Regions from separate parts of the Mus musculus genome. Here region 2 is linked to region 1. Evidence: chromatin contacts called from public Hi-C data. All regions are on one chromosome and are shown on one strand. Each heading gives the region's core, a stretch centred on a gene start, on an enhancer-like site or on the middle of the called end of the contact. The rest is flanking DNA. Distances are from core to core; before and after follow the strand shown. Region 1 has its middle 10 kb from the start of Hmgn2. Region 2 has its middle 14 kb from the start of Ifnlr1.

Evidence for each region. Hi-C and Micro-C count contacts between places; a contact is called where the count stands out from the background.
Region 2: a Hi-C map of trophoblast stem cells shows a contact between it and region 1, with 22 times the contacts expected there. The contact joins two enhancer-like sites. A contact is called at or near these places in 2 of 484 Hi-C or Micro-C datasets (embryonic stem cells and trophoblast stem cells) and 1 of 115 datasets of contacts at active chromatin or transcription factors (embryonic stem cells).

Annotation. Positions count from the first base shown.
Region 1 is chr4:133,954,313-133,960,700 of GRCm38.p6, forward strand. No RefSeq gene overlaps it. Among named protein-coding and RNA genes, the nearest start is that of Hmgn2, 10 kb to the right of the region's middle. Within about 2 kb of position 2,224, at least 9 of the 459 cell types and tissues checked have an H3K27ac peak or open chromatin away from gene starts, as enhancers often do. A contact at or near this core is called in trophoblast stem cells, where this site is marked.
Region 2 is chr4:135,668,981-135,675,368 of GRCm38.p6, forward strand. No RefSeq gene overlaps it. Among named protein-coding and RNA genes, the nearest start is that of Ifnlr1, 14 kb to the right of the region's middle. Within about 2 kb of position 3,556, at least 10 of the 459 cell types and tissues checked have an H3K27ac peak or open chromatin away from gene starts, as enhancers often do. A contact at or near this core is called in trophoblast stem cells, where this site is marked.

The DNA.
Region 1 (6,388 bases), core at 974-3,473:
CTGGAGTGCGTGGCACTAAATACTCCTTAAAAATGGAGTAAGGCAGAGTAGCATAAATGCATGTCCAGAATCTGATAGCATCTGGTAGAAGGTCTTTATTAGTCAGGTTGTCTAGAGTCACAGAACTTATGAAATCTCTCTCTCTCTGTTAGCTTCTCTAGAGTCATAGACTTATGAAATCTCTTTCTCTCTCTCTTGTCTGTCTATCTATCTATCTATCTATCTATCTATCTATCTATCTATCTATCTATCTATCTATCTATGGAATTTATTGGAATGATGTAGAGGTTCCAGACCAACTAATCCAACAGTGGCTAGCTGTGAATGGCCAAGAATCCAGTAGTCCCTCAGTCCACAAGCCGGAGTGTCTCCGTTGATCTTCTGTATATTGGAATCCCAGAGAAGTAGGCTCCAACGTCTGAAGTGGAAGTTTCTGGATATTTCAGGTGATACAGCTTCACTTGGTGTTTGGCTGAGACAAGACCTGTGGGAGGACATGTGATGTTTGGAGAAAGTATAAATAGGATTTAACATCCGGGTCTTTAATCCCAGCACTCGGGAGGCAGAGTCAGGCAGATTTCTGAGTTCGAGGCCAGCCTGGTCTACAAAGTGAGTTCCAGGACAGCCAGGGCTATACAGAGAATCCCTGTTTAAAAGAGTTTAAAAGAATTCTGAGGTCTTGAATTTGAATTGAAAGTCTTGTTGAGCATCGATCTCACCTTAAAGACTTAGACCTCAGTTCCTGCTTCCCATCTGTAGTAACCCTCTTTCCACCCTATACCTCACACGGTCTTACAGTGATTCTCCTGCCTCAGCCTACCTGAATTACCATCTGTTACCATGTCCAGCTTGTTCCCCAACCCCTAGAGATAGGTGATTCCAAGCCAGGTGTGGGGGTACGCTGTAATCCCAGCACTTGGAATGCTGAGGCAGGGGTATTGCTGTGATCTGAGGCTAGTCTATGGATATAGGACCTCCAAAAGCCAACCCTGCTTCCTTTTGGTGAGGGACTGAATGGAATTGCAACACGGAAATCTTAAGCCCATAGAATGTCTCTGGGGCCGTGTGGGACAACTCACAGAAGTTTATCCTCTTTCCAACAAGTGGGTTTTGTGGATTGAGCGCTAGTTAGTCTCGGTGGTAAGCTGAACTCAGAGCTTCCTACATGTTAAGCAAGTATTCTACTATATCTCCAGCCTAAAAATTTCTTCTTGTACGTTTCAGACATTATATAAGTGCATGAGACAATTAAAACATCATCATTATAACCCCTCGACTGATTCAGTCATTAAGCGTCAATGCTGCAATGTGCAGTCAGCCAGGTGTAATAAAAGCACACAGTAGGAGTTTTCTTGTCACAAAGTCTGCATCCATTCATACTTTAGATCCAGAGAGTGTGTCAGAGGACCAAGGTACAGGACCAGCAAAACACACAGTGTGTAGCCGGTCGTGGTGGCACACGCCTTTAATCCCAGAACTTGGGGGGGGGGCAGAGGAAGGCAGATTTCTTTTTTTTCTCTCTCTTTTTTTTTAAAGATTCATTTATTATTATATTTAAGTACACTGTAGCTGTCTTCAGATGCAACAGAAGAGGGCATCAGATCTCATTACAGATGGTTGTGAGCTACCATGTGGTTGCTGAGATTTGAACTCAGGACCTTTGGAAGAGCACTGAGCCATCTCTCTAGCCCCGGAGGCGGATTTCTAAGTTTGAGGCCAGCCTGGTCTACAGAGTTTCAAGATAACCAGGGCTACACAGAGAAATTCTGTTTCAAGAAACAAACAATCTAAACACTGGGCAATAAGAGCTGGACTTGAACTAATAGGTTAGAGGGACTGAAGTACGCAATTACCAGAAATAAAAAGGTTTTATTTATTTGTGGAACATATATATATTCCAAGACAGGGTTTCTCTGTGAACTTGTTTGTAGCTTAAGCTGGCCTTAAACTCAGAGATCATCCTGCCTCTGCCTCCCAAGTGCTGGGACTCAATGTGTGCCACTAAGGCCTGACATAAAATGTATTTTAAAAAATAATTTATTTATTTTATATACATTGGTGTTTTGTCTGCATGTATGCCTGTGTGAGGGTGTCAGATTTTGGACAATTGTGCGTGGTGGATTGCTTTGGTGTTGTTTGTATTTTGATGCTAATTCTGCTTCAGCAAGAGGGGCTGCCTTGGGGGGAGGGGTGAATCCTGTTCTCAGGTGACTTCCGGTGAGCCTTCTCCCTTTTTTAACTTGTAAAATAAAGGCTAGAGCTGGTGATTGGGCAGTGGAAGGGAAAGGTGGAGCTGAAAGTTTTAGAGGGGGGAGGGGTGAAAAGGAGAGAGAGGAAGCTGGAAGAGGAGGAGGTGGAAGGAAAATGGAGCGGAAGCACATGGCCTGGAGAAACCGCAAGTAGCAGGGATCTCATAGCTGGGGGATAGAGTAGTGCAGTGGTGATCGGCCCAATCTAGGCGCGCAGCTTGTAATCATATTAATTGAGTCGTGCTTTCCTTGCATGGGCTTATTTGGGTTGGAGATTTACCACAATTGTGCCCTGTCACATGGGTACTGAGAATTGAACCCAGGTCCTTTGGAAGAGCAGTCAGTGCTCTTAACCATTAAGCCATCTCTTCAGCCTCATAAAAAGAATATTTTTAAATCAAAGATTAATTTAAAAATTTAAGGACTTAGGTACTTAACATGATTAAGAAATTAGTGAGCCGGGCAGTGGTGGCACACACCTTTAATCCCAGCATTTGAGAGGCAGAGGCAGGCGGATTTCTGAGTTCGAGGCCAGCCTGGTCAGAGTGAGTTCCAGGACAGCCAGGGCTATACAGAGAAACCCTGTCTCGAAAAAAACAAAACAAAACAAACAAACAAACAAACAACCCCAAAACCCAACCAACCAAGCAAAAAATTAGCCTTAGTGGGTGGCTTTTGTTGCGTTCGAGGCTAAGTCACTCTAATCCTGGCTGTCCTGGAACACTGACCTTCGAACCCACAGAGTTCCGCCTTCCTCTGCTTCCTGAGCACTGGGCTTTCATTAATTTTTGATATAATGGTATGGTGATGTTTCTTTAAAAATGGCCACATTTTTAAAAAAGATATATGTCAAAATATTTACAGATGAAGCAGTATATGAAATTATGCTTGAAGACGGAAAGTGGACAGTGGCATTAATTAAATAAGACCACCTCACTCACCCAGGTCCTGGTGGCATGCGACGTTAGTTCCAGTACTCAGGAGGCCGAGGCAGGTGAATCTCTGAGTTCAAGACCAGCCTGGTCTGACAGCCAGGGCTACACAGAAAAACTCTGTGGACAGAAAAATCCGACAGTCCTGGAGGTGACCATTGATGGCTTCAGGTGGGCTGCAGATGCAGTATTTCAGTTTTTTACTTCTTTCTAATCTCTGTAAGAAAACCTAATTTTCCCCTCAGAGTCAGATGCCGTGAGTCACCGTGTACCCACTGGAAATGTGCTTCCGTGAGGAAGGAGGGCTCTGGGACTCTCAGGGGTTGAAGTGTAGGGTTTTGGCTTTGTGTAAATGTGCGTGTATGCGTCTGTGTTGTGTGTACCTGTGTGTGCATGCGTGTCTGTATGTGTCCACGTGTGCATCTGTGGAAATGGAATGTAGGGTAGTGATGGGTGATAGCTGCTGGTATTCCGTTACCCAATGAAGAGAGAGCAGGAAGATGGTTTGTGAAGTCCCGTTGCCTTTGTTCTATTGCCTTGGTTTGGGTTTTGGCTTGGCTGTGCATTTGGGCACCTGCACCGATGGTCGTGTGAGATACCAGCCTCAGGGGAAGTGAGGCCACAGATAAAAATATGTCGCTGGATCACAACACAGGGAGACACACAAGAACTAAGCAACCTGAGAGAACTGTAAGGAGGTATCTCCAACAGCAGTGGAACAAGTCTAGAACAGATTATGGAGGGGACGCTAGAACTCCTGTACCACACAGCATGTAAACACCACAGACCAAAGGCCTCTACTTAAGAGCTAAAACCACGCAAATGTTTTGTAATGGACAGGTAAACTTTCATGACCCTAAATGAGGTCATTGTTTATTAGGAAAGTCATTAGCAACCAAACGTAAATAGATTGTATCCTTACCAGGATAAGTTTTTGCTTTGAGGCAGGGTTTTAACTCTGTCCTCCTGCAGGCATGGACCTCACAGAGACACATTTGCCTCTGCCTCCCATGTTTCACTACACCCAACTAAAACAAAGACTCTTATGTGTGGTGTAGAAACTGAACCCAGAACTTTTTTTTTAATTGGCTATTTTATTTATTTACATGGCAAATGTCCCCTTCCTGGTTTTCCCTCTGCAACCCCCCCCCCATCCCATCCCCTCTCCCCTGCCTCTAGGAGTGTGCTCCTCCACTCACTCACCCACTCCTGCCTCACTGCTCTAGCATCCTCTCAAGCTGGACCATCAAGCCTTCACAGGACCAAGGGCCTCCCCTTCCACTGATGCCCGACAAGGCCATCCTCTGCTACATATGCAGTTGGAGCCATGGGTCCTTCCATGTATACTCTTTGCTTGGTGGTTTAGTCCCTGGGAGCTCTGAGGGGTCCGATTAGTTGATAGTGTTCTTCCTATGGGGTTACAACCCCCTTCAGCTCCTTCAGTCCTTGTCCTAGCTCTTCCATTGGGGTCCCTAGGCTCAGGCCACTGGTTGGCTGTATCTGCATATGTATTGGTCAGGTGCTGGTAGAACCTCACAGGGGACAGCCATACCAGGCTCTTCTTAGCAAGCACTTCTTGGCATCAGCAATAGTGTCGGGTTTGGTGTCTGTACATGGGATGGATCCCTAGGTGAGGCAGTTTTTGGATGGCCTTCAGTCTCTGCTCCACTTTTTGTCCCTGTATTTCCTTTAGACAGAGTTAAAATTTTTGATTTGGTTGGGTGGCCCCATTCCTGAACTGGGGGCCATGCCTATCTACTGGAGGTGGTCTCTACAGGTTCTATCTCCCCTTTGTTGGGTATTTAAGCTAATATCCCCATTGAGTCCTGGGAGCCTCTCGATTCCCTGGCATCTGGGACATTCTAGTGGCTACCCCCAGTTCCCCACTTCCCACTACTACATATTTTTATTCAACTTCCTGACCCCTATATACTTGTTACCTGTCCCTTGTATACCTGATCCTGCCCTGTAGCGTTTGTGGTGTCCCACATCTGCTCAGGGTCCTGCTGCTTGGGAGACGGAAAGTTTTGACTGCACTTATTCGACGCTGGCACTGGGCAGATTTCGGGCTATGGGAAGCCTCGGGACACCCCTCGGGGGTGGGGGAGCACAGTCTGAGTTCCCTAGGGACTGCTGGAGCTGGTTCAGGGGTCCCCCTACAGGGAGGCTGGGGCCTTCTGGTTCTCAAGCTCTTAGGCACCAAGGCGCTGCTGGATGCCACGAAAGAGCTGAGAAGGGAGTGGGGGCCTGCGGGCTGGATCTAGCCCAGGGCCAAGGGGGGAAGAGGGGAGAGCTTTGGCTGGGTTCTGTGGGGAGGAGAGAGTCCTTGGCTTGTTTGGTGGGTGGCTTTCCTTGGTGGAGGCTGTGGCTAGGAGCGCTGAGAGGCCTCTTGCGAGAGATTAGAGGAGACTCTTTAGGCAAAGGCATGCTTCATTGCTCCCCATGGTGGATCCCAATGAAAAAAGGCAGCCCATGGTTTTAAGACGTTTATTGTCATGGCAGAGAGTAAATGAATAAAACTGTACCCCTTGAGGTTAAATACCTTTTGCAGGGAGAAGCATCTGGGAAGGGGAGTTTATTGGCTAAGCCTCCAGGCTTTTAGATACCTCATTAAAATGAAGATTTGTCTTGATGCGATGTGACCTGTGGTCACATCTCTACCTGTGGAGGGACTTGGGGTGTTGCCCTTAAGTGACAGAAGGACATCACTCTATGGAGGGCTGCGGCCTCATGTCAGGAGCCTAGTGTCTGGGAGCGTGGCAAAAATGCCTGCCTGTCCCTGAGGGTCACCGGGGTTTCCTGTGCTTGATCAGGGACCAGGCTGCCTTTCATGGTCCTACTGCCCCCTCCCCTTCCTCTCTCCTATGTCTCTCCCTCCCTTTACCTCTTGTGATTATTTTGTTGCCCCTTTTATGTAGGATTGAAGCATCCACACTTTGGTCATCCTAACTTCTACGGGTTATAATGTGGGCATCCTGAGCTTTGGGGCTAATATCCACTTGCCAGAGAGTACATACCGTGTGTGTTCTTTTTTTGTCTGGGTTACCTCACTCAGGATGATATTTTCTATTTCCATCCATTTGCCTGCGAATTTCATGATGTCATTGTTTTTTAGTAGCTGAGTAGTACTCCATTGTGTAAATGTACCACATTTTTTGTATTCATTCTTCCATTGAGGGACATCTGGGTTGTTTCCAGCTTCTGGCT
Region 2 (6,388 bases), core at 2,306-4,805, 1.7 Mb after region 1:
TTTACAAGAAATAACATTATGTAGTACAGGTAAAAAAAAAAAAAAAAAAAAAAAAACCAAATTATTCCCAAGAACCCTCATACATTCGTAACTAAGTATCTTGTTATAGATTAACAAAGTGTGAGCAAGCAAGGTAGTTTTCTCAGTCAACTTTTCTTACTGACAGGCAGCAGTTTGTGGTCACAAAGGATTAATCGTCTTATTATTTATCTTAAAAAGTAATCTTCTAGAAAAATCTTAAAAGAATCACAAATCCAAGTTTCTATATTAAAAAATCAGTGATTTCTATTTTTAATCCTCGAGGTGAAAATCTACTCATTAAATTATATCAGGAAGCTGACGGTAAAAATGGGTACAAAATTGTTACCTTGCTCACCAGCCTGGCCTCAGCAAGAGTCAGCCAGTGCTGCCATTGTTCTTGTTCCCTGACCTTAAAAAGGCCTTAGCTCAATTGGTAAGAGTGTGTCCTTCTGAGCTGCAGACTGATCCCTAAGATTTTTCTACATCAGAGCCACTAGCAAAAGACATCTTAACCTAGCTTTACCAACCATCTAGATCTCCAAATTCTGTCTCCGAGTGGTGATCAGTGATCGTGGCTAACAATATACATCTCTAAGTTCTTTCTGAGTGGGGTGGAGGAATTGTTAATCTGCTCCAGCAGCAATGGGGCAATGCTGGGGGAAGATCAACCACTGCTTTTTCAGAGTCAGTGACTCTACCCAGTGTGGGGCTGGAAACCCATTAGAGTCTTCATACAACTGAGAGCATGACATCCCCAGGACACGACATCCTCAGGGCTCTGCCTTTCCAAGACACACTGTGGGCCTGGGGGATGGAGGGGATAGGGGGAGGGGGAGAGCCCATATCTGGCCAGAGTTCCTGTGCTCTAGGTGGGCAGACACAGGAGGACTGCTGGACACTTTCCACTAGACCCGAGTGGGCATCTGGCTGCGTGAAGCCACTGACCCCACTTGGCGGGGAGTGAACAAGAGTAACTTCAACAGGAGCCAGGGGTCCAGGAGACATGAGGGAATGCCTTCCATCCCATGTAGGTGAATTATCACCACCAGGTCCTACCAGAGTTCATGACCTCAGCTCGACTGAAGACTAGGCTGTCTGTGTATAGCCCATTGCCCCACAGCACACCATTGCGGTTGTACCAACTGGTGGGTCACATTCCGTAAGTTCTAAATGTGTGGTTGCTCCTGCACTGTCCTCTGCAATACAAGAACAAGTCCAAGACCAGAATGGTCCCTGATTGTGTCCCAGGTCACACAGCAGATAATACAATTGGGTTTATTATTATCAAACCCCAACTTCTGAGTTCCCCTCTGACTCCAGCAACCTAGAAAACACCAATGGAAATATAAATTAGCAACGCCTTGAGACACACCTATTGACAAGACATTTTAAGTCGGATGAGTTCCAGACTTGGCACTGAAGTTGGGGAAAGGGTCTTGAGTGTTCTACTGGTGGGAATTTAGTTGGCTAAGTGACAGTGGCGAACAGTTGGTCATGTTTGTTGAGATGTTAAATGTCCACACCCTGTGACCCAACAGATCCACACCAGGGCAGTATCTGTCCTGGAGAAACGTGTGCCCAGGTACACAAGGGTCGAGAATAGAAAGATAACTGGGGTGTTGGCCATGAAGAAAAAATTACATGTGTTCAGCTATTCATCCATGGGCATGGGTCAACTATAGCACACAGGAACCAAGGAAGACTGTATGCAGGAGAGCACCCTCTCAATGCGAAGGGAGGAAAATGTTGAGTCAGAGTTATTTAAAGGCATCTAAAAGAAATCGTATTGGTACACACCCCGTGTAACTTAAATTTCATTTTGGAAAAGGTACAACCAGGAAGTAAAGAAAGGAAGAATAAAAGGAAGCAGAGAGAATGTTCCCAAGAGACTGCTGCACACAGTAGGTCCAAAACATCAGCCAAGGGGAAACAAGAGACCTTTTAAGGAGGTCAGTGGGAAGTGGGTCCTGGAACAGACTCTGATTTTTCCAGAAGGTTCTGGCAGACATTTGAGCCTCAAGCTGGGCACTCGGGTATCTGCCTCTGCATGTCTGTCCTGCGCCTGCAGACCTGGGCTGCACCTGCAGACCTGGGAGCTCTGTGGAGAGCTTGGAAGGGCAGATAAGGTTTGGAAGAGCCTGGCCGCTCTTACAGGAAAGAGAGAGGAAGGGAATTTCCGATGGGAATGCCTCTCCCCCTCCACTCCCACCATCTCTGTATGAGTATCAGACTCCTCCATACCCCAGGGCCTAGACCGTCCCATCCCACCTCACCGAATAGCAGGCTGAGGTCAGATGCTGGCCCAAGGTCAGGTCCAAGACAAGGTAAGAAATCCTAGGCTTGTTCTAAAGCAGCCACAAGCCATGAAGGTCAAAGTGCACTTCCGCCATTCACAAACTGTGCACCCACAGGAGCCCTCTTGACCTGAGAGAACTCACACCCCAAACAGGTCAGCCTGAAATGTGTATTTACTTATGTGTGCAGGAGTGTTTGGCCTGCATGTATCTATCCAGATGTTCCAGATGTGTACCTGGTGCCTGAGGAGCCAGAAGAGAGTGTCAGGTCCCCTGGAACTGAAGTTACAGGTGGTTATAAGCTGCCATATGGGTGCTGAGAATTGAACCTGGGTCCTCAGCACGAACAGCCAGTGCTCTTAACCTCTGGGCCATCTCTCCAGCCCCATAAGTTACCCTTTTAACATGTACAGTTTCAATACATTCACATCGTTGTGTATATTAATCCATCACCAACATCTAATTCAATAGCGAACTGTGCACCCAGGAACAGACACAGACACATTCCCTTCCCTGCCCCACCCCCCTCAAGCCCCTAACAACAGCTAACAACTTTCTTAGCATCTCCGTAGACCTGCCCATTCTCCACATCATACATGGAAGCTGAATCCTGCACCACACAGCTTTTTACACTGGCTTTGTTCCCTTGGCACCCGCATTCCCACAGCTTGGTTCCCACAGCTCGCCTGCTGTGGCTAGCTAGCATCAGGACTTCATTAGTTTACTGCCCAATAGGATTTCATTGAATGGATATGCCACAACCTGCTGCCCTGCTCCCTGGTTAGTGGGAGTGTGGTGGTCTCCCCTTTCATCTTTGTAAGTAAAGAAGCTATGAGCATCCACAATTGTGATCTTGGATCTCTGGAATGAATCACAACTAAGTATACAATGGTGGTAATTCAGTTCAGCTTTCAGAGGAGTGGATAAAATGTTGTCTGCCGAATCTGCACACCTCACATCCCCCTGAGCCTCAGCTGCCCTTTGTAGGATGGTGAAAGGCAGCCCAGTTTCTGGTTGAGCTAGGTTGGAAATCCTGGTGGCCTCGCAGGAGATCACCCTGCAAGAAACGGTAGGCGTTTTGCCATGTTCCTGGACACCAGGCTTCTGACATAAGGCTGCAGCTCTTCATAGCTCTGTGGTCATCACTCACATAAAGGCAACGCCCCAAGCCCCTCCAGAGGTAGAGGATTTGACCTGTGGTCTCATAGCCTCAAGACAGACCTCCATTTTAATGAGGTACCTGAAGGCCTGGAGGCTTAGCCAATAAACTCCAGTTCCCAGACACTCCTCTCTGCAAAAGGTATTTAACCTCAGGGCGGCACTGAGAAAGTGGGGTATGGTTTTACTCAGCACAACTCTCCGCCATGACAATAAATGCCTTCAAACCATGGACTGTCTCTTTTCATCGCCTTGGGGAGCAATGGAGCAGGCCTTTGCCTAAAGAGCCTCCGCTAATCTCTCGCAGGAGGCCTCTCAGCGCTCCCAGCCATGGCCTCCACCAAGCCAAGCCACTCTGCCAAACAAGACAAGGATTCTCTCCCCCCTGGAACCCAGCCCAAGCTCTCCCTGCCTTTCCTCATCGACCCCGGACTACATCCAGCCCGCAGGCCCCCAATCAGTTCTTTCGCAGCATCCAGCCGAGTCTGGGTGTCCAAGAGCTCGGGAACCAGACGACCCCAGCCTCCTTGCAGGCCTGGGGACCCCCGAGCCAGCTCCAGCAGTCCCTGGGGACCTCAGACTGCGCCCCCCCCCCAAGCAGTGTCCAACGGCTTTTCATAGCCCGATGCCTGCGGGGCGCTGTGGGGTAAGCGCAGTCAAAACTTCCCGCGGCCTGAGCCCCGATTGGATGTGGGACACCCCACTAACCCAACAGCCCTTGACAAAGACTCAGGGTGCAGATTTACCTTCAGCCTAGCTGTAGACAGCGAACAAAGGACACGGAGAAAGAAGTGTATACTTAGGAGCTGCTCTGGAAGCAGTGGGTACTGAGAGGGGGAAGAAAGAATCCGCGACTCTGCAGGCCACCGTGCCTCTTCCTGTCCACTCATTCTCAGTCCAACAGAACCTACTCTGTTTGTTTCTTACTTATTTGCAAAAATTTGGTGGTTGTTACTTTTGGACGAAAATTCCAGCCACCCGGAGACAGACAGACAGACAGACCATCACACACGGTACATGAGAGCAGGAATCAGAAGTAAGTGTTCTTAAAGTGTGAGGACTGATCTAGCCTCAGGCTGGGGCTCTTGACGAATTAGCAATCCCCAAGTGTGGTGACATCAGGTCACTGGAGGAGACTTCTGTGAACAAGGTTGGTGTGGACAGTCACATCAGTTGTTTGTCCACACAGCATCTTCCAGCCCACTATAGCTACTAGCTAGACTGACCAATGAAGGCAGCCCATCCTTCTAGTCACACAGATTGGTTAGGGGCACGTGTTCCAAATCAGCCAATCAGAAACTTTCTCTGCCAGACCGCCCTCCAAGGCCCCCACCTTAGCCACACCCACCTTTGAAATTCCCAGTGTGGTGGATTGTAGAATTTATGTTTTGCCTAAGGTGGTTTGAGGTACACCCTTCTTCATGTACCTCACCAGCTGCAGAACTTGCTGTTTATATGTGGAGTGTGTGTGGTATGTATGTGTTCACGTGTATACTGGCGAATGTGCTTGTGCGAGTGCATATGGAAGCCAAATGCCGAGGTCCAATGTCATCCTCAATAGTTTTCCACTTCATGTTCTGAGACAAAAGTCTCTCACTGAACTTGAAGCTCATTGATTGGCTAGCCTGGAATGATTGGCTAGCCTGGCCAAAAAGCTGAGACGATGTAAGTGAGGACGTTTTTAGGAGATTATGAGGTGGTAAAGTGACCCCCTTTCCCTTCCAAATCATAGTGGTCCAGATCTTCCTGTTACAGTATGCCTTCCCATGATCCTCTGGAAAAGTGCACAGGTGGTGGTGGTGGTGGTGGGAACAACATTGTATCATGTATCAATGTGACAATGTATCATGTAGGGCACAGAGGGTAATGGCTGGGGCTGTCAGTGTGACAGAATACAAGATCACCTAGGAGATTTTAGTGCCTCTGGGCATCCCTATAGAGAATTATTTTGATGACAGTAATTAACGTGGGAAAGGCCACCTTATTGTGTGGGGGATGGCTTGGGGGACAGGGGATCTTGGACTGTAAAAGATGGAGAAAGCAAGTCCAGTGCTTGTATGGATGCTTCTATCCCTCTCTGCTTCCTGCCTTCTTATGCCGTGACCCGCTGCTATAAGCTCTTGGACTTACTTCCCTGACAGAACTGACTTACCTTCAACTGTGAGCCAAAATACACCCTTGTAGGGCATGTGGATTGTGCCACCAGATGGGCACTGGATTGGTGAGGTGGAGCATGCTCAGACCGCAGGAATCTCAGAGATTTAAGATGGTGGGAGTAGGGCTGCCTGCTCTCTATGTCCATGTTTGCTCTTGTTATGCCCAGTTCTTGGGAACCCCAGGAGACCGCCAGAAATCGTGCCACCGATGTAAACACAGAGTCTAGACCCAGATCGGATCACAGCCTTCCTTGCTCTGCAGGTTAGAAATGAGGGGCTCAGGGTATATATGGGGCTCTCGAGCCCTGGTGTTACATGATTGGGCAGAGGATGAAGGAATACCATCCTTCAGGACCAATAATGTTTGTTCAGACATGCAGCTGAAAAAGGACCTTTTTGACCTGGGAAGAAATAACTTGTTATAAATTGCCCTGTTTGTATTTTGATGCTAATTCCACTTCCCCAAGAGAGGCTGCCTCGGACAAGGAGTGAATCACAAACTCACGTGACTTCATGTGAACGTTCTCCCCATTTTATCTTGTAAAATAAAGGCTAGAACTGGTGATTGGGCAGTGGAAGGGAAAGGTGGAGCTGAAAGTTTTAGAGAAAGGGAGAGAAAGGAGGAGGGGGAGAGCGGAGAGGAAGGAGAGAGAGGAAGCCGGAAGAGGAGGAGGTGGAAGGAAAATGGAGCAGAAGCACGTGGCCTAGAGAAACCGCAAGTGGCAGGGATCTCATAGCTGGGGGATAGAGTAGTGCAGT